Regions from separate parts of the Mus musculus genome. Here regions 2, 3 and 4 are each linked to region 1. The links are chromatin contacts, called in public HiChIP or PLAC-seq maps. All regions are on one chromosome and are shown on one strand. The core of a region is the stretch at or near the end of the contact, and the rest is flanking DNA. Distances in the headings are between cores, read along the strand shown.

Region 1 (6,829 bases), core at 2,873-5,372:
CAGGGACTTGAGGCTACCAGGAAGGGTCCAAGGCTTGAACATGGTGAGCTAGGAAGGAGGAGAGAGAAAGGCTAGGTGAAGGAGTGGCTACCTGAAAGACAGATGGTCCTGCCAAGCTCATCTGAGCCCCAAACGGTTTACAGAGAACACCAATGAAGTCCCCAGGGCCAGAGACCCCATCCATGGGATTTACATCATTCATGGAAGCATAGGACGCAAAGTGCCAAGGTGCTAGGTAGACCGGTGGCTGTTTCATCTATATAGTGAGCTTGGCTGGCATCTGTGCTCCCAAGAGGAATGGGTCCCAAAAGTAGGAAAGGATGGTAAGAAAGACATAAAGAGGGCTTGGAGCCCTCTGCTAGGTGTTAGGGTCCAGGTGCCCTCCTTGGATTTCTGGCACAGCACAATGTTAAATTGCTGGGGCAGCTTAAAGAGATGGGAGGTAAAAAGAAGACAGTCTGACTTCAGCTGACTTACTCAGGACCAAAGGGGAATATGGCTCTGTTGTTCTTCCCCCACTGCACTTGCTGACTCTCTGTAACTGTTGCCTCCTCTTTCACCATACCTGGCTGTTGGGGGGAATTCCAGGCTGGGAAAACCATCTCCACCCCCAGCATAACTTTTTGATGGAGAGAAATGTACCCTCCTTAACCTGGGAGATAACGATCCACCCTTGAGACAGGCTTGATCAGATCCCCCTGTATTGTTCTATCATGGATGACCTCTGTGAACTGTCCTCAGGCTTTAAGACTGTCAAGAAGCCCTTTAACACACAATCTGGCTTTAAACAGTTTTGTGTTAGCATCTCCAGCTTGACACAAATCTTGCCACATTTGTCTTCTGGGGACTTCCTGGGGCTATTTTGAGTTATTTACCTTCTGATTTAGCAAGCTGTAAGATGGAATGTTTTAGCCTTGGAGGTCAGAAGATGGCCAGAAGAGGGTTAATTGTCCTCTAGAAATAGATAGTTGATGAGCTACTAAATGCATGCTGGGAATGAAATTCAGAACCAAGGTCCTCTACAAGAAAGACAAGGGCTCTTAACCACCCAGTCATCTCTCTAACCTTCTTTCTATGCACCTAACTTTTTTTTTCTTTTAAAGATAGGATCTAACTATACAAGTTTGACTGTCTTGGTACTTAATCTGTAGACCAGAGAGGCCTTGAACTCACAGAGATCTGCCTGTCTTTGCCTCTTGAATTCTGGGATTAAAGTCATAAACCACCTTGTCCAGCAATTTTTTTTCTTTTTCTTTTTCTTTTTCTTTTTCTTTTTCTTTTTCTTTTTCTTTTTCTTTTTCTTTCTCTCTCTCTCTCTCTCTCTCTCTCTCTCTCTCTCTCTCTCTCTCTCTTTTCCTCTTCCTCTTCCTCTTCTTCTTCCTCTTCCTCTTCTTCTTCTTCTTCTTCTTCTCCTCCTCCTCCTCCTCCTCCTCCTCTTTCTTCTTCTTCTTCTTCTTCTCCTCCTCCTCCTCCTCCTCTTTCTTCTTCTTCTTCCTCTCTCTCCTCTCTCTCTCCTTCTTTCTTTCCACATAGTCTTTTTACATACCTCAGGCTAACCTAGAGATTGTAGCCATCCCCCTGCCCCAGCTTCCCAAGTCACGTGGGATTATAAAGTATGTCCCATCATGCCTGATTCCAGTAGAAAAGAAGGAAATTGAGAGCCTGTCTGTAAAATCTCAGCAGTAAAACCCACAATGTGTGACTGGGCTTGGTGATGGGGAAAGGTAGAGGCAAAAGATTGCTACAAATTCAAGGCTAACATGATTTACAAAGTAAGTTCTAGGCTAGCCAGGACTATGTAGCAAAACTCTTTTGTTCATAAAGCAACAAGGAAACCAATAGAGAGGCAAAACAGCAAGGATAAAGGCAGAAGGATCGATTCTTTAACAACTGGGCTCCACATGACCTGTGATCCATGAGCATGGGCTTGGCTCTGCCCTTAAGACCGGTTTTCATGTAACCAGACTGGCCTTGAAATTGCTGAAGAGCTAAGTATGACTTTAAACTCCTGATTCTCCTGGTTTCACCTTCCACGTGCTATGAACACAGGCATGCACACATGCACACCATAACACACACCAAGCATCTGTGATACCCTCTGCAAACACCTAGAGCTGGATCTAAGGACATGCTGGCCTTGTCTATTCCTTTTTGGATTAGAGTTCATGACCACCGTGAAAGAGCACAGAAGCAAACAGGCAGACACAGCACTGGAGTAGTAGCTGAGAGCTCATGTCTGATCCACAGGCACAAGACAGAGAGAAAAGTATTGGGAATGACATTGGATTTTGAAACCTCAAAGTGACACTGCTCCTCCATCAAGGCCATGCCTCCTAATCTTTCCCAACAGTTCCACCACCTGGGGACCAAGAATTTAAACATAAGAGCCTAGCGACATTTGTACTCAAACTACTATAGGAGGTGCTATAAAAATGTATTGGTTAGCAGGATAGTGAGATGCTCCTATTTGCCTGTGGTGATTTGAATTTGAATAGGTTTGGCCCCCATAGAATCATGTGTTTGAATGTTTGGCCCAAAATGAATGGCAATATTAGGAGGTGTGGCCTTGTTAGAATTGATGTGGCCTTGGCAGAGGATGTGTGTGTCTCCCATGATTAAGCTCTGCTCAATGTGGAATTCCAGTCTCCTCCTGGCTGCCTGCAGAAGGCAGTCCCTGTCTCCTGCCTTTGGATTAAGATGTAGAACTCTCAGCTCCTCCAGCACCATGTCTGCCTGCAGGCTGCCATGCCTCCCACCACGATGATAATGAACTGAACCTCTGAAATTGTAATCCAGCCCCAATTAAATTTTTTTTCCTTAGAAGAGTTGCCTTGGTCATGTTGTTCCTTCACAACAATTAAGACACTATCCTAATATGGGCCTCACACAAATGATACACAGATGTGACCAGATAACTCTTTTGTTACAAAAGACTCCCGTTCTCTTGACATGGTCAGGGTAGTAGGATGATTTTCAGAATTCACCCATTGCATCTCTGTTTCTGCTATCATGGGTTTTGTTTTGTTTTGTTCTGTTTTGCTTTTTTAAAGATTCATTTTTAATTATGTGTTTCTGTGAGTGGGCCTGTGTATATGTTTATAGATACCAGCAGAGGCCATGGGTCCCCAGGAGTTGGAGTTTACAGGTACCTGTGAATACCCAACATGGATACTGTGCATCTTTTTTTGTTGTTGTTTTTGTTTTGTTTTGTTTTTCGAGACAGGGTTTCTCTGTATAGCCGTGGCTGTCCTGGAACTCACTTTGTAGACCAGGCTGGCCTCGAACTCAGAAATCCGTCTGCCTCTGCCTCCCGAGTGCTGGGATTAAAGGCATGTGTCACCACCCAACATGGATACTGGTAACTAGACTTGGATGCTCTTGAAGATCCCCCACTGTAATTTCTTTTCTTTTTAATTAATTGTTAAGGATGTAATTTTATATGTGTGTGTGCGTTGCCTGCATGTATGCATCTGCAGTTCAGAAGTTAGAAGGTGTTGGATCCTCTGGAATCCATATGGGTGCTGGGAACTCAATCTGAAACACTCTTAATGGGTTAGCTATCTCTTCTGCCCTCAGTGTATTTTCTTTATTATATCCTTTGCCGTAATTGCGTTCTAGATAACAAGCAAATGGCTATTCCCATATGGGGAGGCAATATGAAACGCTCTTTTCCCTTGTTTTTGGGCGGCCGGCCGGCCGCAGAAGCCTACAACTGCTGGTGGGAATGGTGTACTTGCAGCTCCGGTGCCCTGGACCCCTTTTCGTCTCCTCTTCTTGGAGCAAGTCTACATGCTCCTCCAAGTTAAGGGTCGAGTCTTAAGTGTTCTTGTGTTCCCAGTACGAAAGGGACAAGGTAGTGTGCAACCAGTGCTGATCCCGCTACGCAGAGCCTGAGTGTCCTTGCCTCAAGGGAGGCACTAACTCCGGAAAGCTCAGGATAGGGTCGGGGGTGGGGGTGGGGGTGGGGGACCCGAAACAGAGGTTAGGGCGGCGCATTGGCTTCCAACAACTGCAGGAAGGAAACTAGCACCCAGCCTGGAACTCAGTTTCCGTGGCAAACATCCAGGGGAGTGGCTACTGTCAGGACGTCTCTATGGTTTCTGCATCCTAGAAGGGCCAAAGTTCACTTCCGGGAAGATGGCTGCACCCAAGTCGGGTGTCACACGTGCTTCCACGGAGAGGACTGTACACTGACGGTAAGGAGCTTGCTTTCCCCAGGGGCGGGAGCAAGGGCGAAGATCGGAGAGTAGTTCCACCCTGCTGACTCTGTGGCTGCGGGGCTTGGATTTATAACCGGAGGAAAAGGCGGCGGCTGGTCCTCTAGGCTGCTGCAAACGGGTGGCTCTGGACATCCCTGGAAACTGGCTGGAAAGGAGACCGCGTCTCAGTGTACTTGCAGCCTTCGCAGATCAGGCTGCGTCTGCCCACGCCGGCCCATTGCAAGTGCGTTAAAAAACGATTCCTACTGTGTCACTCATTTCAGTCCAGAAACGCTGAACGATTCTCAAGGGCTGGGAAATAAAGCTTGCCTCCGCCTTCCGGGAAGTGTGGTTTTGAATTACTGTGATGAGAAATAGAATGTGGGGAAGGCTTACAGCAGAAGAAAGAAGCTGTAAAGGTACAAAGCAGTGAGTTGCTCATGAAATGCTTCACTACCAATCCTGGATCCACTACTTGCCAGTTGTTTGGTGTTCGAATTAGCAGTGTTCGATTTCTTCTTTGTAAATTAAGGCTAAGTAATACCTTCTTATAAGATGTTGGCAGGCATCAATGAGACAATCCATGTGAAGCAGTTAATAGCAGGTTCGTGGTGAGTCAATGCACTACAAGTGTGGGGTATGATTATTCTTACTGTTAAAATAGTCAGAAATAATTTGGTATTTATAATAAGTGGTATTTGCATGGTGACCTCAGCATCTAAATTTTACTTCTGTTTCCATTTCAAGAAGCAAGGTAGCACCTGGGAGAGAGGCAGGCCAGTGTAACCCAGGCTAGCCAGGCTAATTAGTAAGCCCTCAAAAACAAAAAAAATCCAAGAAGACCACTTCTTTTTTTTTTTTAATTTTTTTTTAATTAGGTATTTTCCTCGTTTACATTTTCAATGCTATCCCAAAGGTCCCCCATATCCACCCCCCCCAATTCCCTACCCACCCACTCCCCCTTTTTGGCCCTGGCGTTCCCCTGTACTGGGACATCTAAAGTTGGCAAGTCCAATGGGCCTCTCTTTCCAGTGATGGCCGACTAGGCCATCTTTTGATGCATATGCAGCTAGAGACAAGAGCTCCGGAGTACTGCTTAGTTCATATTGTTGTTCCACCTATAGGGTTGCAGATCCCTTTAGCTCCTTGGGTAATATCTCTAGCTCCTGCATTGGGGGCCGTGTGATCCATCCAATAGCTGACTGTGAGCATCCACTTCTGTGTTTGCTAGGCCCCGGCATAGTCTCACAAGAGAGAGCTATATCTGGGTCCTTTCAGCAAAATTTTGCTAGTGTGTGCAATGGTGTCAGCGTTTGGAAGCTGATTATGGGATGGATCCCTGCATATGGCAATCACTAGATGGTTCATCTTTTTGTCACAGCTCCAAATTTTGTCTCTGTAGCTCCTTCCATGGGTGTTTTGTTCCCATTTCTAGGAAGGGGTTAAGTGTCCACACTTTGGTCAAGAAGACCACTTCTTTACCCCGTTTTTGTGTTGCTGTATTCACAGTTCCGTTTCATTTGGGCTTCATGCAATCATCCTTCCTAATGGAAAGGTGGATAGACATGTGATTCTTCCTAAACTCGACTGTCACGATTGCTAACACCCTGCCTCCATTTTATAAGGTTTTGTGAGCTTTGGGGCATTTAGCTATGCAGAATTGAAGAGTATTCCTAGACACCAGAGTACACAAGAGCATAGTCCCTTAACAAAGCATCGTTATCACTGGTGTGGTACCTGGGAAACTACACAGTCTATGCAGTCATGAGAAATAGAGGGAGCCAGGCATTTGTGGTGCATGCCTTTGAGGTCAGCCTTGTATACAGAGCTAGTTCCAGGACAGCCAAGGCTACACAAAGAAACCTGTCTCAAAAAATAAAAAAAGGGGGGGAGGAATAATGTGGGAGGATTTCTGAGAAAAGACGTTGACATCATAGGCCTCTGGAAAAGTCCCAGCCCAAAGGGGGCCCTGGATCACATTTTGAAACTGATAGAACTGATTATCTATCTATCTATCTATCTATCTATCTATCTATCTATCTATCTATCTATCTATATTTGAGACAGGCTTTTACAAAGCCCCCTTTACTGACCTGGGACATATGTAAAAGTGGCTGGCCTCCAGCTCACTGAGATCTTAGTCTGTTTCCTAAGTATTGAGATTAAAGATGTGCACTACTATACAGGGCTGGCAGAACTGTTTTATTATTTTATTTTGATTATTTTTTTTTTTTTGAGTCAGGGTTTCTCTGTTTAACAGCTCTGGCTGTCTTGGAACTCACTTTGTAGACCAGGTTGGTCTTAAACTCACCGAAATTCACCTGCCTTTGCCTCCCTGGTGCTGGGATTAAAGGTGTGCTATAACTGGCTATTTAATTTTTTAAAATTCATTTATTATTTAATGTATACAAGTGTTTTTGTCTACTTGTATTATGTACATCCAATGCATGCTGGATGCTAAGAGGTGTGGGGAGATGTAAACTGCCTTGTTCTTGCTGAAAACCAAACCCGTGTTCTCTGCAAGAGCAGTAAGTGCTCTTAACCATTGAGTGATCTCTCCAGGCCCCAAAACTTGTTTTATACATCATATCAATAACTTCCTCTCTTCTAATAGCCTATTATCAGCCACT
Region 2 (6,829 bases), core at 2,425-4,924, 460 kb after region 1:
GATGCTTCCTTGGTGAGTAAAAGCCCTTGACACAAAGCCTGACAACTGAGTTCCACCCGTGTTGTGGAAGGAGAGGTCCGCCTCCTGCACGTTGCCCTCTGACCTCCATTTGTGTCATTCCTCACAAAGAAGAGTATTGAGTGTTCCACAAGAGTGGTGAGTTGGGTAGTAACTACAGTACTGCCTGTATCCTTTTGTTTTGTTTTGTTTTGTTTTGTTTTGTTTTGTTTTGTTTTGTTTGAGAAGAGGTCTTACTATAAATATAGCCTGGACTAACTCTGTAAGCTAGGCTAGCCTAACCAGAACTTCTGGTGATCCTCCTGCCTCTGCCTCCTGTGTGCTAGAATTACTATCAGAGGTTCCAAGGAAGAAGGTAAGAAGGTTTTATGGGTAACAGTGCGTGCTGCCAAGCCTGATGACATAGTTTGACCCCCAAGCCCCATATTAGATAGGAGAGAACCAAATTCCCCAAGTTGTGTCCTACCGTGCACACCGTGGCCCATGTGTGTGTACTCTCACACACACTTAAATAAACCTCAAGATAGGGGAGACGATAAAGGGACCCCAGGATGCTGTGGAGAGAGGATAGCCGATGCAGATATGCAGACAGTCTATACTCCCTGTCTCCTGTTGTCTCTTATAAAGCCACTAGGGTAGGAGGGGTGGCGTCTGAGTCATTCATGCAGCTGTCTAGCTGGAGGAAGGCTTGCCCAGCCCTAAGCCTGCGGTGAGCCTTCCCTCGCTTCCAACTGTCCCCTTCTCCCAGCTTAGATGTCTAAACCTCCTGAGAAGAGGAGGAAAGAGGGAAGGAGAGAGTTGTTTTGTCTCCTCCCCCCTCTTCCCCCCCCCCCAGACAGGGTTTCTCTGTGTACCCTGGAACTCACTCTGTAGACCAGGCTGGCCTCGAACTCAGAAATTCACCTGCCTCTGCCTCCCAAGTGCTGGGATTAAAGGCATGCACCACCACTGCCTGGCTTTGTCCCCCCTCTTCTCCACCTCCTCCTTGTAACTTACAATCCACCTTGAAAAGCAGAGGCCTGTGGGTGCAGTTGAGAGACCCAACTTGAGCTATGCCACAGATTGTCACAGGGTCTCACAGTTCTGTCTAACTCCAAGCCTGACCCTGAACTCTGAGCTCCAATTAAACATTAAACTGGTCACTTTTCCCTACCCGGCCCCTGGTGGGAGGGGCTACTGGACAATGCCTTTCATCCTCCCCAGACTTCCAGGGCATTTCTCCACCTCAGTCTGAGCTCAACAGCTATAGAAAGGGGTAGCAGCCGTGGTCTTCTATGATGGACACAGAAGGTCAGGCACTTAGCCTCTGCTCCACCCCACCAGCAGGGACCTAGGTGTGTATACCCACCCCCTTCCCGGAAGCCCAGCCTCCTCAGTTACCATCAGTGGAGAATAGAGGCAGGTGGCTAAATTTAAAAAGTCCACACATCACCCAGCCCCTACCCAACGTGTGTACACACCACCTGGTGTCCCAGGCTGGACAGCTGCACTGGGGGCAGGAGACTGGCATGGCTAGATGAACAAGAAGCTATAGATTCCACTGTCCCTGTCCCCACATCTACTATACAAGTTCTACACCAGGATCTGCAAGAGCTTTGGTGGCTGACTTAACTAGTTTAGATCACTAACTAGTTAACTCACTGGGACTCCTCTAACTTGCCTCATGTATTTCTTGATAAGGTGTTCATATCCCTAGTGGATGGATGAAAAGGCAGCTAATTCCTGTTAGCAGAAAGAAAAGCTGGACCCATCTGTGCACATGACCTCTGCTCACACTTGAGGCAATGGGCTTGCCATACTCACCACCTAGGGCTGGAATCTGGTAAGGAATAGAATGACCAACCACAGATACACAGTGGGTTTTGTCAGAAGATAATGCAAAAAGGAAAAAGAGGAAGAGAAGTCAAAGCTACCAGCCCCTTAGGTATCAGTGCGCACGTCCAATGTCCAAAGCTCTTTGTCTTGGGTCTACAACATAGAAGAAAAGACCACAGACACAGAGCGAAATGGAAGTACAGGGAGCAAGAGCCCAAACTTCCAGGCTTTGGAAAGCCTTTTTAGAAAGTAGGTGGAGCCAAGTAGGGTGGGGTAGGGTGGGGTAGGGATGGGTGCAATGGGAGTGGCCTGAGGCTCCCTAACGGCTGGATTTCAAAAATGTCATTGTATTCCAGAGGTTTAGTAAGATCAAGACATCAACAGTTCAGAGGATGGGCCAGAGTAAAGTCTGGCTTGACTAGAAAAATGAAAGTGGCTCGCTGGCTGAGCAAGGAAAGGACAGAGCTTCCAAAACCCTTAAGTCACCAAACAGAGAGGGCCCAGACTGGGGTGTCCCCGACTCAGGCATAACAGAATTTCCAGAGCCATTAGCTTCTGTGCCCGGTCTCCCTCCCCACCCTCCCTTGCATTCCTCGACCAGGGAGGCCAAGGGCTGTGGGAGCTGCGGGGGAGCAGATCTCCTGGTGTGCTTCTGGTGGGCCTGAGAGTCTAGGAAAAGCTCCAGACATTCTCAGCTCCTAGAAAGAACCAGGAGAAGGCCGTGCTTACACAGCCATGGGAGAAAGGGGCTATGCAGCCTTGGTAACTCCATTACAGTACCACTGGACAAATGTCAGTGTGGGCGCTATGTCTTAGTGGACATCATGTGTTCAGAGCCACGTTGGGCAAGATTGGCAAAGTGCCAAACCTACCAAGAAAGTTCTAATAAAACCCTTTCACCCATTCTGATGTGTCCCGGGCGGCGTTCGGGAGTTCCAAGACCTGGTAGAGCCTGTTCTACCTTCCTCAAGCCCATCCCCCAAGCTCCAAATGACTGAAAAATCCCACCTTGACAGCATAGGCCCTGTCACCAACGCTACTTGGTCTCAATGCCCCCACCACTCTTTATATCCCCCACCCTCTCACAGAGACCCCCTCCCTTCTATGTCCTATCATGTCTATTACCCTTGGCACTGCCAGTCACCCGCGGGAGGCAGTTCCGGGGAGGGAGGGGACTAGATGGCCAGTTACAGGCGACTGCTGCCTCCCTGGTGCCGGCCGGCCGGGCCTCACTCACCGAGCCTTCAGCTCCTTGAACTCCTCACGCACTTTGCTCAGCTCTAGCTGGAGGCGGGCGCGCTCCTTGGCCACAGAATCAAGGGTCTTGCGGGCATCCCCCAGCTCGGCCTCGTAGGCCGCCTTGATGCCGGACACCTCTCGGCTGACCACCTCTTCAGACTCAGTGATGCGAAGGCGCAGCCCCGCGTTCTCGGTCTCCAGGGAACGCACGCGATCGATGTACACGGCCAGGCGGTCATTGAGCTCCTGCAGGTCCTCCTTCTCCTGCAGCCGGGTGATCCGAGTGGGCGACAGTGGGGTAGAGCTGGCCTGCGCCCCACTGCGGGTGGCGCGCCGCTGTGACGGGGTCTCCATGGCCGGCAGGGTGACAGTGCTGCCCGCTGGGCAGGGGTCCCGAGAAGGGCGCGGGACTTGGACAGAAGGACAGAGGCTGCTCAGGGGGACAGCGAGCCGGCGAAGCTCGCTCCTGGCAGGCGTGGAGATCTGGGCTGGGCGCTGGCGCACCTCGGGATCTGGGTTGGCTGGTGTTGAGGCTGAGGCAGCGTTCCCGCGAACACTGAGTCACTGACAGCCAGGCAGAGGCTCTAATAGGCCCTCCTCTACAGGGGGTGGATCCACTGCTCTTAAAGGAGCCATCCTGTACCCAAAGGGGCGGGGGCAGGTATGGTGAGGAGGAGCCAGCATGCCAACCCTCACTCTGCAGAACACCCCTTTCTGGCCTGGGGCTTCACAATGTTGGTTCCTGCCTACTCAACTCTAAGCTTGCCTTTGGCCTTCTGGAGTAAAGAGCAGAGCCAAAGAATTTGAGTGGGTGGGCAAAGGGTAGTGGTGAGGGACCAGGGGAAGTAGGTGCAAAGTGAGGGAGAGGATCAGGCATCCCCAGAGAGCCAAGGAAGTTGGGGGGAGGGCTGAAGCTGCTGCCCATCAGTGACTCACCCCACTTCCACCACTGGCTCCCCTTTCCTCAGTAGTAATAGTGAGTCACCTCTCCCCCGCGCACAGAAGCGGCCAATCCAGGAGAGTGGAATGGCAAAGGAATGGCTGTGTTTTTAGGTAACTGAGGGATTACTTTATGCCCTCAAATTTGGGGGCAAAGATCAAGGACCTCGGGAAAAAACAAAAAACAAAACCCAAACCTATGCACTTCCCTTATATTTTTGGCTTTAAAACCAAACATTGGGTTTTAGATCTAAGAAATAAGCCTCAGTCCCCAAGAGAAGGCCAAGAATAGAAGCCAGAAGTTGGCCCCGCCCACTCCCCCCTCCCCTTTCATTTGGACCTAGACAGCTGGAAAAAGGGGCTGCTGAAATCCCTCGTTTCAGCCCCTTTCTTCAGCTCACTCCACCCAACCAAATCCAAGACTGTACTTATTTTTTTCCAGGACTGTACTTATTTTAATGGATAATTTAAAACAGATACCAGAGCTGTGCTGTGCGTGCATTCAGCACATGGCCAGGACACCAGGTTCCAGATTTTTGTGGCTTCGAGAAGGGCCTGAAAAGAGGAACGGGGTCAGAGGGTTGTTAATGCAGGGTCTCCATCCTGGTTCCATCTTAAACGGTGTGAGCAAGAACAGCAAAGCTACCCCCTCCTCAGCCACTGCATGCCTGTCTAGCCAGTTCTGGGTGGGCCCTGACTAGATGATCTCCCAATACAGTAACCTGGTCCCCTGGTTCCATGTCCCGGGGTCTCCAGCCTCCATCAAAGACTCCCGATCAGCTGTCTAATCCTCTCCTGTAACCCTAGCCTAAGCCTTACTGGCCCTGGCATCCCCTTCTGCCATGTTCCTTCCCCTTTTGCCATGTGCTTTCCCCTGTCCATTGCTGATTAGCTTGCAGTTCCTGCAGGTCCAGGCAGTGGGCTTGAGTTGGGACTCTTAAGAGATTTTGTTGTTGCTGCTGCTTTTTTTGTTTTTTTTTGTTTTTTTTTTTGTTGTTGTTGTTGGTGGTGGGGGGGGGGTTTGTTTTTTTGTTTTTTTGTTTTTTTCTTTTTTTGGTTTTTCGAGGCAGGGTTTCTCTGTATAGCTCTGGCTGTCCTGGAACTCACATTGTAGACCAGGCTGGCCTTGAACTCAGAAATCCACCTGCCTCTGCCTCCCGAGTGCTGGGATTAAAGGCGTGCGCCTGGCGCTTTGTTTTTTCAAGACAGAGTTTCTCTATGAACTTCTGGCTGTCCTAGAACTCATTTTGTACACCAGGCCAGCCTCGAACTCAAAGATCTGCCTGCCTCTGCCCCCAGAGTGCTGGAATCAAAGGCACGTGCCACTGCCACTGCGCTGGGTTCTGGGAGAGTTCTTATTTCTGTGAGGGTGACTCCAGTGTGGTGAGGACCCAGGATGCATCTAGGGGAGGGAACCTAGGACATGGCTTCCTTTCCCTGTAGTCCCTCGGGCTGTGTGGTTGCCATTCAACTTCCCAGACAAAACAACAGCAAAAACCATTTCTTCTGCTTCTCCCTCCCCTACTTCCTAACCAAGAAGCAGAGGCGGGTGGGTGAGCCAGTGGTGGAACGTGAGCAGTGGGGCTCATGCTGTTCCCTGTTCCCGCTGTCTCAGCCCTTCCTACCCACCCCCCAATCCCTCCCTGGCCTGGCTTCTCTTCCTGGCTTCAGTAGCAAAACCACATTTAACCCTTCTTATCCTACCCGCCCCCATTTTGTGGAAAAGGTACGAAGGAGGGCTTTCATCCCAAACTGTACTGAGCTCTTAGCAAAGTATCTGTGTCACCACTACAATCAAGATGGCTTTAGTCCTAAATCTGATCTTCAGAGGGAGTCCTTCCACCCTAATCCCTAATTCTGTGTCCCAAAGACCAGTGTCTGCCTTCCTCTGTGAAAGCACAAACCAATGCCAGGAGCTTCGCGAGCGAGCAGGAGAGGCCAGGCATGACAGAAGATGAGCAGCTCTCAACCATGCCTCTCCTTGTTGTGACATGAACTCTACACCTGCCTTCCCTGGTCAACTGTCACATGAGCAAAGTGGCAGACAAAGACCTGGGGACTGGGCTCCCAGGGCGTGGAGTTCTGCAAACCAAGCCACAGAGCCAGAGCCGAGCCGCACTCCCCTGCTTGGTGTCACAAGAGCCTCTTCCCACTGGCAGAGAAGGGTGGGGAGGGTCCAAACCGAGAAGAATGTATATTAAAGAGCAGCCTGGAACACAAAACTGGATAATGAGTTCCACATGGAACCCAGAAGTCTGGGGGCCGGAGCTTCTTGAAATCCAACATGGAGTCAGAGGGGTTGTTTGGTGCTTGCCGTCAGGACCAGAGGGCGCTGCTCTGTGTGCCTGGCCGCCTCTAACTCCTCCTCCTGGGAGTGCTATGAGGGAGGAACATGAGGGACTGAGCCTTGGGTATCTGTGTACACACCAAGTTCTATTCTGTGCCCTCTAAGGAAGAAATGCATCTGGCCTGTCAGTCTTGGGTGGGTTACCTCATGTCTTACGGGCTCAGTTTCCTCCACCTCTACGAGGAAGTTCTGACAGTAGGTAACACACACTGTGCAGAAAGTTCCCTGCTAAAGGCCAGCTCAGGGCTGAGACAGATGTGCCTCCAGCAGAGATGGAGAATGTACTTGTTCGAACAAATATTTATTGAGAACCTACTGTGTGCCATGTTTTTTTCTAGGCACTAGGGATACAATAATGAATAAAACACATACAAAATGAACTGGGGAGCCAAGTGTGGTGGTACATACCTTTAATCCCAGCACTTAAGAGGCAGAGGCAGGAGCTGGACTGGACTGGACTGGAAGTATAGC
Region 3 (6,829 bases), core at 1,794-4,293, 430 kb before region 1:
TCAATGAAGAGAGTATCAGTGTTTATAATATTTAAGTTTGAGATACTAAAAGAGATAATGCCATCTATTCTAAAATTTGCAATGCGTTTGTGTATGGAGTATAGTTATATCATGTTAGGTATAATTATGGTTTAAATATATAATGCATTTGTAATTAATTGTATGTAGGATAGTTTTTATCATGTTAGATGTAATTATGACCTAGTTATTGTTTTCATTTAGAAATTAAGCCTGACTTAAGGAGATAAGATTGTGTGTCAAGTTGACAAGGAGTGAACTTGTGATGGCTATTCTTGGTTGTCGACTTGACTACACCTGGAATTAACTAAAACCCAGGTGGCCTGGTACATCTATGAAGGACCTTCCTCCTCTTCCTTTTTCTTTCTTTCTTTCTTTCTTTCTTTCTTTCTTTCTTTCTTTCTTTCTTTCTTTCTCTCTTTCTTTCTTCCTTCCTTCCTTCCTTCCTTCTTTCCTTCCTTCCTTCCTTTCCTCCTCCTCCTCCTCCTTCTTCTTTCTTCTTTCTTCTTTCTTCTCCTCCTCCTTCTCCTTTTTCTCCTTCTTCTTCTCTTCCTCCTCCTCTTCTTCTTCCTCCTCCTTTTCTTTCTTTGTTTTTGTTGTTTTGTGTTTTTGAGACAGGGTTTCTCTGTGTAGCTCTGATTGTCCTGGTACCTGTTTCACAGAGATCCACCTGCCTCTGCCTCCTGAGCACTAAGATTAAAGAAGCATCCTACCACGCCTGGCCTGAGATATATATATATTTTTTCTTAATAAAGTCATTTGAAGTAGGAAGACCCACTTTTAATCTGGATCTTTTGAAGTTGAAAGATCCACCTTTAATCTGGGTCATATCTTCTAGTAGCAGCCTATATAAAGGACATGGAAGAAGGAAGCTTTCTCTCTCTGCCTGCTTGATCTTACTCTTGCTGGTAAATCCATTTCTCCACTGGCATTAGAGCTTACTTCTTCAGGATTCTGGTATATAGTGAAGACCATCTGAGACATCCCGCCTTGTGGACTGAATGGCTACTGGATTCTTATTTTGGCCCTCCATTGGTAAGACAGCTACTGTTGGACCACAACCAGTAAACCAGTCTAATAAATCCCATATGTGACTGCTCAGAGATTGTGGGCAGCCTGAGATACTTAGTGAAAACACTATCTCAAAACAAAGATACAAGCATCTGGAGATAAGGCTTAGTAAAAACATGCATGGCAAGTACAAGTTCAACCCTACTGTGTGACAGACATTTCCTGAGAAGATGTAACCAAGTATCTACCCACTCCAGAAAGGGACTAAGAGCAGAACACAGTATAGAGACCACCACAGTCCAATTTGGGGAACCAATGAGTCTTATTAGGGCTGCTTACAGAAACGTGGGTAGGGTCTTTCTTATAGGAACAGAAATGACTTAAAGACAGTAGCATCCCCAAAGAGCATCCCACCAAAGCTGGAAACCTGGAGCACACTGCACACTCTACAGCAGCTCACCATACTGTAGTGTTCTCTCTAGGTAGGTAGCTCAGTTGTTCTGAGCCTCTTCCAGGCTGCTTAGCTGGTCTTAAAGTTGGATTGTCTGAGGATGATTCTAAATCGTTCTTATTGATTACATATGCTTGGGGAGGGAGGGGTCTAGTGAATCTAGTCAGTTTCAGGAACCTTCTGAAGCTGTTTTGAGTTTGTACTTCCTGTCTGAAGGAGCTTCTCCACGGGATAGCATGTTTTACCTCTCCTTCGAACATTTTGCCTAAAAAATATGTTTCGCTTCCCTTTTCATATCCTATGTCTTATAGGATTTCTCTCCAAGAGAGAAGGTTCTGAGTGGAAACTGCTACCCAGCAACCCCCTAGAACACACATAAAGAGGCTGAGTTTGGGTGGCTGTGAACTTGCTCTCACAATGCTGAGAAGGGTAAGAGGGTGGCACTTACTCACCAGCCATTCTTGGCCTACTCAGCAAGCTGGGGCTGTGGAGAGAGACCAGGCTCCAGAGAAGGGGTGAGGTTGTTTGGCATTTGAGGAAGAATGCCACCCACACTTGTCCTCTGGGCTCCACAAGCACACCTGTGGAAGAGCGCAGCAATTGTTAAGGTTCAGATGGCAAGCACTCAGAAATTTCAAGAAGTTGTTTCAAGAGTCACAGTGCTGCTCCCCACGGTTATAGAAACAATATCAACTCCAATAGCTCTAGTGGTAGAGGTCAGTAGTCCACCGTCCTCATCCATGCGGAGATGGGTTTTTGCTGGTGCCTCTGCCTTTAGGGGTTTGTACTCCTAGAAGTAACCCCAATAAATCCACTGGCTGTTGAGAACAGGCTTCAGTAAAACTGTTGGTGCACTATCTAATGTTAACAGATGTCTGGTCTCACCAGGAAGTCACATATTACACACACACACACACAAAATAACAAAGTGTATTCATCAACCTGTACTGGAAAAGTCTCCTTTTTACTTCAATCTTTACTTCTGACTTCCGACAGTTACTTGAAGAGATTTAGAAACCGTGATTTCACGAAGGGGGTGTGTGTCATCGAAATAACATTGCCCTGCAAAGGCTTTTGCATTGAAATTAAAAGGCAGAGCCATACAAGATACCCAAGCTAAATCGAGTACAGCCGCGAGGGGAGAGACGGTGGGTGCTCAGAGGGGCGAGGGCACAGCTAAGAGGGTTCCTGGTAACTTGGAAAGGAGCGCGACAAATGAGTGAAAACGGGCAGAGGAGGACGGGACCGCAGCGAGAGCGCAGACAGAGGCGCGGCCAGCGGACACTGCGGAAACAAAGGTCGAGTCTCTGGGACAGCAGCACCGGGAGCAGCTAGGCCGCAGCGCGCGGACCGGGGGCGCGCGGGGCTGTGAAAGGGCGGGCGGCGCCAAGGAGGAGCCAGCGGCCGGCCCGGGCGAGCGGAGTCCGCCGTGGCGGGGCTGTGGCGAGGCGGGGCGAGGCGGGGCGGTGGCGGGGCGGGGCGGAGCGGGGGTGGGGCGGAGCCGGCCGGCGGCAGCGGGCTTGGCCTTAGCGAGCGAGCGCGCGCGGGGGCGGGGCCGGAAGCGCAGCGGCCGCGACGCGGACGCCGGGAGCGGCCGAGCGGGGAGGCTGTGGCTGGCGGGCGGGTGGGCACGGAGGCCGAGGCCGCGGCCCGGGCTCTCCGCGCCGCTGTGGAGGGCGCCCTGGCCCTAACCGAGCCGCAACAATACTAGGAGCGGGTCGCCGGACACGATCGGCGGGCGAGGGGGAAGCGGGACTACCGCTCCAGAGCGCTGCGGCGAGAGAGACTTTCGGAGCCTGGACGTGCTGGAGCACACAGAGCTGACTGAGGAAATTGTCTGAGAAAAAGGCCGATCTGAGGCTGGGTTAGGTGGAGGAACCTGCAAGTCGAAAGGGAAAAGAAGGTTTAAGATTTCCTGGGGGTTTGGCCAATGCTACCGTTTTGAAGGTAGAAAGCATTGCGCTTCAGGTGTTTTGTGATTGTTGTGTGTGTGTCTGCACAATTGGTTCATTTCAGAATTCAAAAACCTTTACTGTAGAAGAAGATGGTTGTTTTGTTTTGATTTTTAAAAGAAATCCGCAAATTTTGCTTCCCAGGGCTGCACTGGACCGTGTTGTGTACATACTGCTGTGTGGTTTTATTTATTTTAACTGTGCAAATCGTCTGGAAGATTTTTCTCCCAAGTGCCATTTCGGATTTGTTCAGCCTTTTTGTTTTGTTTTGTTTTGTTTTTGTTTTTCCTTCCCTGGAATAATTCTGCTGTTGGCATTTTAAGCATTTGGAAACCAGAGATTTTTTTTTTCAACCTTTGGAGCTTAAGGCTTCCCTGTCAACAGAAGGACAGCTGGGGAAACTGGATTGAAAGGATGGCTTTTATCTGTCTGCAACTAAGACTGATATTTTGAAGTCAGATTCTTTCTGTGGTTCAGTTTTTAGCCCGTAGGGCTAACCTTGAAGAGATTTGTGGTTAACAGTTTGGTTTCTAAGAAGGTCATAGTTTTTCCTCTCTTTTTTTCTTTTCATTTTCTTTTTTAAGACGAGGGAGGGGAAGGTTAAGGGTGAAGGAAGGAGGAGACCATGTTAACCGATAGAAGCAGAATAGCACTGCAGTTACCAGGGTCCTGACAGCTGGAAGAAACAAGGATTCAGTCTTCAACTTGGGAGGCCTTCCTCTCACCTTCCTTCAAAATTGCAAGGGACTCAGGCCTGATCAAGACGCCCAAAGAAACTACAGGATTCCAGAACTGTGGAGACACGGAGAAACCATGAGCATACGGTTGCCCCATAGTATAGACAGGTATGTTTAAATAATTGAGGATTTTTTTTTTCCAACACTTATTAAAATGACTGGGGGGGAAGTGTTGTGTTTGCCTGGCTGGGCTGTGGGATAGATAGGCTGTGGTCTATGAGGACTGTCAGTGTGTCAGTATATATGTTTCTGTACCCTCGGTGTGTGTTCATGTTCAAAATGTACCCCATAGTTGTGTGTCCTTTCTAACCAGTAAGCAGTGAGGCTGAGAGGAGGGGGTGATGCTTGCTGTGGCTTTTACCTTACACCAGGTATAAGGCTCACTCTGAGTCCCCCAGCTTGCTAGCCTAGGGATCAGGTTGGACCAAACCTGCTCATGTGAACCCACAGGGCTGAGTGGGGACTAGCTTTAGCTATCTGGGGAGGGTCGGGGGACGGCTGACAGGGCTGGGAGCCTCCATGAGGCTGATAGTTATGGAATGGTGGGGCACAGTGGTAGGTAGGGTGGTTCCCATTTAAAATGAGGAAGATGCTGTTGCCTGAAATGTTGGGACAGTGTCACCAGTGTCACCAGTGGTTGATAGAGCTCGGAAATGTTTAGGCCACATTAGGATTTCTTCTTCCAGTTGAGAGTTTAAATTGAGACCTACCAACAGGCTGATTGATGCTCCAGGTTTAATCTTCCAAGCTGTTCTCAATAAGCTTGACTCTGCAAAACAGGCCTTCCCTTTGCTTGAAGCCGGAAGGAGTTGTTTTGGCTCCTAGGCCCTTGAAATCAGCTGGAAGCACATGATGCCCCTTCCCCCATGAGCTGGGTCTGGCTTTGCAGTACAACTTTGGTAGGTGTCTGCCTGGCCATCCCTTCCCCTTTCCCTCTTCAACCCTTCCTCCTTAAAAGTCCTCTATGGAGGTGTGTTTTGTGGATATTCTATACGTCCTAACTGGATAGATAGGTAGGTGGTTGGAAACTAACAGTCCAATGGAAACTAGTATTTGTGAGGTAGGAAGGAATATCTGGAAGTCTACCTATCTATCTATCTATCTATCTATCTATCTATCTATCTATCTATCTATCTATCTATCTATCTATCTGTAAGTCAGCAGTTGCTCTCTCTGGGTCAGTTAACCTTTGGCTATACATGCTAATAGTAATTTCCTTTTGACTGTGGAGTGCGGCCTAAAACATAATGTCTCCCAAATACCACCTCTGTGTTGTCTCAGGGTCCCAGTTAGATCTGTTTAGTAGTGGGGGTTGGGGGCGGGGAAGGAACTGCCTTGCAGTCGGGAAGAGCGGGCAACCACGGAGGCAATGTGGCTAGCTGGCATCTCCCTTCCCTTTTCCATTGTGGTCTTCTGAAATTTGGCCCTGGGAAAGGATAACTGAAGCTGTCAGAGTAAGAAGGTGAAGGGTTTGCATGTCTGCCCTTCTCTCCCTCTTCTTAGACCTGGGGGATTAGTATACTCAAATTAAGATTTGAGGTGATGAATAATTTCTGTTAGTTCAGGGGTGTGAGCAGATGGGAACCAGGAATTGAGGGGTGTGAGAAGGAGGCAGTGAGGGCTTCTGGGTTAATGTGAGATGTTCCTCTAGAAGCTTGCATGACTTCACAGATACAGACCTCAGGCTCCCAAGTGCTCTCCTTAGCACGCTGCTTCCTTGAACCTTATGATGTATCTGTGAGGTAGACAAGCCGGAAGTCACTGCTCACATTTTGCAGATGAGGCGACTGAGTGGATTCCCGGTTTGTTCAGTGCCATTTAGCGTTATCTGAGGAGTGTCAGGATCTAGTGTAAAATCTTAAGTTCCAGTTCTGAATCCCTGTTCTTCCTGTTGCCCATCCTGTCTGCAGAGGTTTATAGACTCACCATTTAGAATGGGTAAGGCACCATTTTGCTCTCTCTGGCAGTTGTCAAGTGTCCCCCTGTACTTTGTACCTATAATCTCTGGAGTTAAAGCAGTGTGTTATTCCATGGGAAGGCCTTGCTTGCTTTTACCGTGCCTGACTCTCTGCCACAGTCAGTCCTGAAACTGAAGTCCCCTTCTGGCTTTGTCTTGCTGGCCTCCCTGATCTTGCAGTAATAGAGTCAAAGTACACTGTTGAACTTGATGTCGCAGGCTCTGTACCTTGTGAATGTAAATAATTCACAATCTTTTTTTTTTTTTTTTTTTTTTTGTCACCCCAGCTGGCTTCCCAACTTGCTGTGTATCTGGGACTTTCAATCTTGCTTCCGCCTCCTGCATGATAATTTAGTCTGATGCCACACTGGAGTAACAGATTAGAAGGAAGTGTTTCGAATTATGGTGTCAGGAATTCTATTCTCTTTTAGCTTGCCAATATATTGTGTGAGATGGTGTCAGGGTTTTAGAAAATTATTCGTTTCTTCCTGAGAGCAGGCGATCTAATTGGAAAGTAGACACCGTGCGTGGCACATGCTTATGACTCCAGCACTTGGGAAGCTGAAGCAGGAAGGATTACAAGGCTGAAGCCTGTGCTACTTAGAGAGTTTGAGGCCAGCCTGAGTTTCACCCTGGCTCAACAATACAACACCCCAAAGGCCACAGAAGTACTAGTCCGCTCTGAATGCAGGGGCTGTGTTGT
Region 4 (6,829 bases), core at 2,998-5,497, 410 kb after region 1:
ATGAGGAAGTAAAAGGGACAGAGAGGGAAATTGGTCTGGGGCTGGGAATCTTACGAGGGTCCGCAGGGACCAGAGATTCCCAAAGCTACGGAGGACAGGCTGGGATGGGTGTGAAGAGAGGTGGGGGGGGGGGAGCTGTGAGCAAGCGGGGGTAGTGGGGGTCAGACAACTCACAATGAAGGTACAGGCAGGGCTGAAGGCAAAGGTCCCACAGGCATAGAGGTGAGTAGCATTGTAAGAGACCAGGACTCGAATGAAGTTGAAACACTGTGTCTATGGAGAAGCAAAGAAATCAGGCTATCAGGCCGATTGCCCGCCTCCTGGGGTCTTAGAGGATGCTCCCCCATCCCCAGTGGAGAGGAGGGTTGAGATCAAGAAACTTGACAGAACATGACCCACTGGATAATCACAGGAACAGGTCCTCCTGCCCCCACCCCTGTGGTCACCAGGGATGGTCTCTGACACCAGGGTTCTGTCGCCCACCCTCTGCCCCCACCTGCGTTTACCTCATTGCTCTTCTTCTTAAAGGCACATTCGGTCTTTTTTCTCTCACTGGCTGGCCAGGGTATCTAAAGTGGAGAGTTGAAAGGGGTAGATGAAAGGAAAGGAGCTCTTTGGTTTTTCTGTAAGCCACCACCACCTCCTGTGCCCCGCACACCCCAGCTCTGAAGTAAAGCCACCAGTAAGCTCTTAGTGACGTTCTGGTAGGCAGTCATATGCCAATTTGATCAGGACTATAACTTGCATAGTATTAGGATTCATAGGGACGTGGCTCTGGGGTAGAACAAGACAGATCTGAGTTCAAAATTAGGCTTGGCCACCAACTGACTGCATGCTGGCTCCATTTCATAACCTGTTAGTGGTTACAGCCAGAATGCATGTGTAAGTGCCTGGCATTCGCAGCAGTGGTTATAAACCACACATTTCCTGGGGGAGCCTGTCAACCCCTTAAAGAAGCTGCAAAGGAGGGGTGCAGATATCAGACTTAGGCTCTCCAGCACTCTAGATGAAATATTCTGCCACTGAACGACGCTCCTGGTCCACGACTCTGGAATTTTACCTATACCCTGCATGTGCAGGAGGTCAAGAGACCACACACTGAGAAGGATCCATGTGAAGTGCCTTCTTCCTCCCCATCCCCTCCCTTCAATATTGCTGCCATTAGGGAGAGGATAGCACAAGAATCAGGGATTCTCTCTCTCTCTCTCTCTCTCTCTCTCTCTCTCTCTCTCATAGGTGCACATCAAACTATTTGAGTCACTGATTTGAGTCAATGTTTTAAATCTCCTATGCCAGTGATTTCCATATCAGCCATTTGAGTGGCTGGGGTTACTGTAAGACCACAGCAGTCCCTGCTGTCACTGCTGACTCAGAGTGGCAGGTGGCGGCTGTTCATATGGAAGCAGAACTGGTCCAGGGAAGCTGCTGTCTTGGACTCTGGCCCCTGGCCTCCTCACCATGTTCTTTAGCCTTGGGATTCCTGGGTTCTGGATATTCAAGGCCAGGACGGCCTCTCGAGCCCCCACATAGAGAGTGTTGCCATCGTCACTCAGGAGCAGCGTGTCAAAGTCTCGGAGGCCTTTTTGTTGGAAGAAGCTGAGGGCCCTGTGCCCGTCTCCTGTTGGGAGGCAATGACAAGGAGAGGATGAGAAGGAGCTGACCACTGAGGCAAAGGTGGGGGAGGGGTGGCAGGCCTCAGCAGCTGCCCCCCTTCACTGGCGGCACCCCCCTCCATTTCCTTCATCCTTCAACAGCAGGGCATCGGAACTTTGTGGATTGAGTCCCCAGAAGTGAAAAGTTCCAAAGACAGGGTAATGGTAGCTTGGGTACTGTTGGTGGTGTTGGGGGGAGAGCCTGCTCAAGACACAGACAGAAAATGAAGTGAGGCTAGAAGATGCAGTCTCAGGCCTGGGGGGATGCAGTGAAGCAGGATGGGAGGGGGAGAGCTGACAGGTAGACACAGGAAGGGGTTCTCAGCCACAGGCAACGGAGATAGCTGTCGTCCGCCTCAAGATTTGTCGTAGTTACAGATCCCTGCCACCCCCGTTTCCTCTGTCTCCTCCCCTCACTCTGCGATAGCAATTGCCCACCACCAGCAATGCCCACTGCAGCAGAAAAGGCTGCTTCCTCTCGGTTTCTGAGCCCCATCAGTGTGGGCATTCCTGGGAGCCACCTGGACAGTCTGAATATGTTGGTTAGTAGTGCATGTTCACTACATATCTTGGTGGTGGCATGTGTGCACATACACACACGTGAATGTGTGGGTTCCTGACACACTGGCACATCAGCAAGGAGGAAAGAGCACCTCAGATAAGTCTCTAGTGAGCACATGTGGACTTTTGCTTTAGTCAGAGGACAATCTGGCTGTTACTCTTTTGGCCTCAGGAAGCCTGGAAACCAAGAGGAATCCAAAGACAAAATGGAAACAATACTGCCTAGATTGGCTTCTCCTGAACTCTGAAGAGAGCTCATTGTACTTCCCCTTGAAACGCAGGCTTGTTTGTGCCTGCACTCCCATCCCACCCAGAGATGCCGCTCTATCCACCGACTGCTACATCTCCTTTACCATTTTGCCTCAGAAGGATGCTAAACTACATCCGTGAACAGAAGTAACTTACTTCTGTGTGTGTGTGTGTGTGTGTGTGTGTGTGTGGGTGGGTGGGTGTGTGGTATATGTGGCACTTCCCCTGGGGCATTTCCTGGAACTAAAGGTGTCAGTAACCGAACAGCCTCCTCAAGAAACCACCGAGGCTGGGTGAGCTGCTAGGATCCCTTCTGATGCCCAGTCTCCTGGACAGGATCTGGCCCGGTGTGACCTCTGCAGTTGGCTTGGGCCCTCCAGCTCCTCAGACAATCTAGAGCGAGCTTTAGCTTTCCAGCTCCTGGTACTGAAAAAGCAGTCAGGAGTTTAAGGCTCCTTGCTTAGTGACTGACATTTGAGGGAAAGAAAAACCACTGAGTTGGCAGAAAAGGGTCACAGTGACCCTTCCTTCCCTTACAGATCAACTTGTGCCTCAGGTGGCCTCTTCTTCTCCCAGCCCCTCCCAGGCTCCCTGGCATCTCTGTTTCTTCGTGCCATTTCGTCCCCTCTGGCACACCCTTCTCCTTCCTCAGCCCCTTCATCTCTATGGTGCCATCCATACCTCCCAGGTACTAGACACTTACCAGCATGGTATTTGACTCTGGGCATGGGCCCCTGACCACCAGTCCCAGAAGCAGGTGGCAGTGATGGCAGCAGGAAGAGTTGGAAGAAAAAAACACGCAGGAGACTCCATGAGTCCTGGCCCAGGGATGGTAGGGCCATGGTCAGCCTGAGATGGTCACCAGATGGTTCTGAGGAAACAGGCACTTTCTGGGTTAGCCATGCTTACCACACCCTTCCTGAGGGCCAATAGGAGAGCCCCAGGGGGCAGAAGTTCCTCTCTGGAAGGGCCCTCAGAGTCTCACTTCCATCCATCCCCAGCCTTGAAGGTGCCTCCTGCTGCCCTCTGCATAGGGTGCTGCTGTGGCCCACGCTGTGCCTCTGGTCACCTAACCATTAAAAAAACTACCTTGCCATTTCTCACCTGACTCACAGAAAAATTCCTTTCCACTTTGCCCCCTCAGCATCTCCTGGCCCCGTGCTCCAGAGCTCTGATCATCTCTGGCCCTGGGCAAAGGTCTTCTAGGGAACTAGTTCCTGTATGCAAAAGGTAGATTTCCCCAGGCTGGCCTGTGCTGTGACACCTTATGCCCGCTACTCACCCCAACCCAGGCAGACAGCCTACCCTCTCCTCAGCCCCCAGGGGCTCTGACTCTTGCTTAATCGGGCCCATCTAGCCTTCTTCTTAGGGATAGGGGCGTGCCAGTTTATCTACCACTGTGGTGGGGCTGCCCTCTGTATTTCCTGGGAGTGGCCTGGGCAGGAGTCCTTGGCAGACTCTCAACTTCTCCAGCCCCCCTGTCTGCCTCCCCAGAGCTCCGCAATCAGCCTCCCCCATGGCCACTGAATGCAGGTTCACACCCCTCCCCCGCCCCCGCCTCATCTCACATACCCTTGAGCCAGCCACACTGAGAAGTCCTGTGTTCAAACCCTGAATCAGGGTGCCATCCGAGGCAAAGAAGGGGGTCCAGGCAAGGCAAGCAGGCTCAGCCTGGCTGGAACGGGCGCGCGGCCCTCCAGGCACCCATCCTGCCAGAGCCAGTGTGGGTTTCAGGCCAGGGAAACCAGAATTTCTACCTCGAGTTGTGACAGATCCTGGCTGGCTTGGGCGGAAGTTGGTGGATCAGGGCGGGGAGACTGGTGGAGTGTGGGAGTGGGGGTGAGGCTTGAAGGCCTTGCAGGAGACACACCTCCCTCCCTCCTTAGTCTATCCAGAAATTAAGAGTTCCTTCCCGGCCAGTTCAGTGATGCCCTTGTTTCTCCCGCACACCACTTCCAGTCTAACCAGCCCAAGCTGCAGACTCCTCTTGCTCAAGAGAGCTCGGTATGACACCGTCTCTCTCCTATTCCTTCTCTCTCTGACCCCATTGTGGGGTTCCCCCACTGCCACATACTGAGACCTCCCGACCTCCCACACCCAGTAGGACCACATTCTTGAAAGATAACACGTTTAAAGCTGGCATGGTGGCGAGGCATACCTTTAATCCCAGTACTCGGGAGGCAGAGGCAGGCAGATCTCTGAGTTCGAGGCCAGCCTGATCTACAGAGTGTGCTCCAGGTCATCCAGGGCTATACAGAGAAACCCCGTATCAAAAAAATAAAAAATAAATAAAAATCCTACATTTGTATTAGTTTTTTGGTTTTTCCCTATGACTTTGCTGAGGAAGCCCTAGTAATTTGACGTCTCAGTGGGAAATTGGAGAAATTCCCCATTTGAACGCGTGCTTCTTGGGATACGCTTTGGAGCTGAAGCACCCAGCTGGCATGGTGGCTGGTTCCTCCTCCCCAAAGGTTCCAGGAAGACCTCATAACGCAGGGTTAATGAGTAACCAAGGGCTCCTAGGCCAATAAAGAGTGGTTGGGCTGCTGCCCACTCTCCCGGGTCAGCTGACTTCAGGTTAAAGAGCACAGTGACCCAAGCTGGTCTACCTCCAGGACATACCCTATCTTCACTGTAAACACCATCCTCACTGCCAGGATGGTCCCCACTGTAGGCTGTCCTCCACCCTTCCAGTTACAGCTCCTAGACGGAAAGCATTCCTCGGTAGAGCCTGCTTGGCCTTCCCTTCATGCTTTCCCCTCTGCTTCCGTTCTCCAGTGTGGCCCAGGAGCTGGGCTCACACAGACCCTCCTGATGGCTTCATCTGTCAAAGCTTGCTAAGACCCGCCCCCCCCCAAGCTCTCCGTTCACTGTGAGGACTTTGCCAATCTCCCTGTGCTGACACAAACTTCTGAGTCTCCTTGACCTCTAGATCAGGCTTGGGAAGCCACCACCTCAGGGCCTCTCTTTGGAGACAGATTGGCCTATCTGGGTCACAGGGAGGAGCTGTGACCAGAGGAGCAGCTCCAATGCCATCCTTCTTTACTCTCTTCCTGTCCCTGGGCGTCCTCAGGAGACCAAGTGCTCTCCCAGGCCCTCGGACAATGTGAGAAGCTCACACTTGGGGCTTCAGGCTTCCCAACTTCAGCAGGCAGGCTCCACTACAGTCTTGCTGCACAGAGAACAGAAGTGCAGCAGGGGTGACTGGACAGCCTGACGTCCATCCATCTACCTCAGACCTGTCTAATTCGGAAGCTCTCCCTACATGGCTGGCTCCTTCAGTCCCATCTCCTGCCCTAGTGCATTAGCTCAGCTCAGAGCTGCTCAACAGAGGGAGTAGGCAGGCATCAGAGTGGGAGGAGCAGGGGCTTTCTCTCCTCTAGCCAGGAACCAATCACTCAGGGTGACTCCTGACTCAGAAGGAACAGAAATCTCCCCGAAGAGAGGCCATCTGATGTCAACTTCAGCCTAGGTGCTTCCAGCCCTGGGGTGCCACCCACTCTCTCACAGTGCCTTTCAGGCCCAGCTAAGAGAAGAGAGGCAGGGGGAGAAAGGGACATGGCCCCACCAGCTCGTCTCATCTCTCATACCCCTGAGCCTCACCTGTCACTCACACAGGGTCCTGCCTTCAGAAGAGGCCATGCTGGGTATTCCCTCCTGCTGTTGCTTACCTCGAGAAAGCCTTAATCATTTTTTAAAAAGAGGACTACGTTTTCATTCACACTGGGCCCCACAAAGGGTGTAGCAGGCTCTGCTTCCAGGACACTCAGGGCTGTCAAGCCATACACCCTCCCTCACTACACAAATGAGGAAGGCAGGGCCAGTGGCTGGAAGCATCCAGGGCAGGAAGGGCAGCAGGCAGCAGGCAAACAGTGGTTCTTACCCTGTGGGGTGCGACCCCCTTTATAGGGTGTGGGTGGGTGGGCGGAGAAAGGTTCAAATGACCCTCTCATAGGGGTCACCTAAGACTATCAGAAAACACACACATTTACAATGCTAAGCATAACAGTAGCAAAATCACAGGTATGAAGTAGCAATGAAAATAATTTTATGGCTGGGGTCACCACCACGTGAGGAATTGAATCACAGGGTCACAGTATTAGGAAGGTTGGGAGTCACTGCTATAGAGAAAAAAAAAATGCCATCTTCCCTGCCCCTGCTCTCCCAAGCCAATTCTCCCGTAAGCCCTGGAGCTCAGCCTGGGGAAACCCCAGGACCATGTTAGCTCCAGGAAATCACAGCATCAGACTTAGCTCCTCTGTCAGATTCCAGTCCCCCCAAGTCCTCCCCTAACCCCCAAACCACAGAGGAGAGTAGCCCCTTCCTGTGGGACTTAATCATCAAAAGTAGAGGTGGGGAGTGGGGGT

The links. HiChIP or PLAC-seq counts read pairs in DNA pulled down with a chosen protein or histone mark.
Region 2: a FOXA1 HiChIP or PLAC-seq map of pancreatic cancer cells shows a contact between it and region 1. The contact joins the promoter of Lmna here to the promoter of Gpatch4 in region 1. A contact is called at or near these places in 2 of 115 datasets of contacts at active chromatin or transcription factors (embryonic stem cells and pancreatic cancer cells).
Region 3: an HNF4G HiChIP or PLAC-seq map of pancreatic cancer cells shows a contact between it and region 1. The contact joins the promoter of Arhgef11 here to the promoter of Gpatch4 in region 1. A contact is called at or near these places in 8 of 39 promoter capture datasets (the 3T3-L1 cell line, embryonic stem cells, hippocampal neurons and 4 more) and 1 of 115 datasets of contacts at active chromatin or transcription factors (pancreatic cancer cells).
Region 4: a FOXA1 HiChIP or PLAC-seq map of pancreatic cancer cells shows a contact between it and region 1. The contact joins the promoter of Sema4a here to the promoter of Gpatch4 in region 1. A contact is called at or near these places in 2 of 115 datasets of contacts at active chromatin or transcription factors (memory CD8 T cells and pancreatic cancer cells).

Annotation. Positions count from the first base shown.
Region 1 is chr3:88,038,984-88,045,812 of GRCm38.p6, forward strand. Gpatch4 (G patch domain containing 4) reads left to right here and starts at 4,123. Exons shown (of 8, transcript NM_001110809.2): 1 at 4,123-4,196.
Region 2 is chr3:88,499,678-88,506,506 of GRCm38.p6, forward strand. Lmna (lamin A) reads right to left here and starts at 3,675. Exons shown (of 12, transcript NM_001002011.3): 1 at 3,071-3,675. The coding sequence starts at 3,426.
Region 3 is chr3:87,614,516-87,621,344 of GRCm38.p6, forward strand. Arhgef11 (Rho guanine nucleotide exchange factor (GEF) 11) reads left to right here and starts at 3,044. Exons shown (of 40, transcript NM_001003912.2): 1 at 3,044-4,277. The coding sequence starts at 4,246.
Region 4 is chr3:88,451,514-88,458,342 of GRCm38.p6, forward strand. Sema4a (sema domain, immunoglobulin domain (Ig), transmembrane domain (TM) and short cytoplasmic domain, (semaphorin) 4A) reads right to left here and starts at 4,248. Exons shown (of 15, transcript NM_013658.3): 1 at 4,035-4,248; 2 at 3,166-3,333; 3 at 1,458-1,618; 4 at 507-569; 5 at 175-273. The coding sequence starts at 3,304.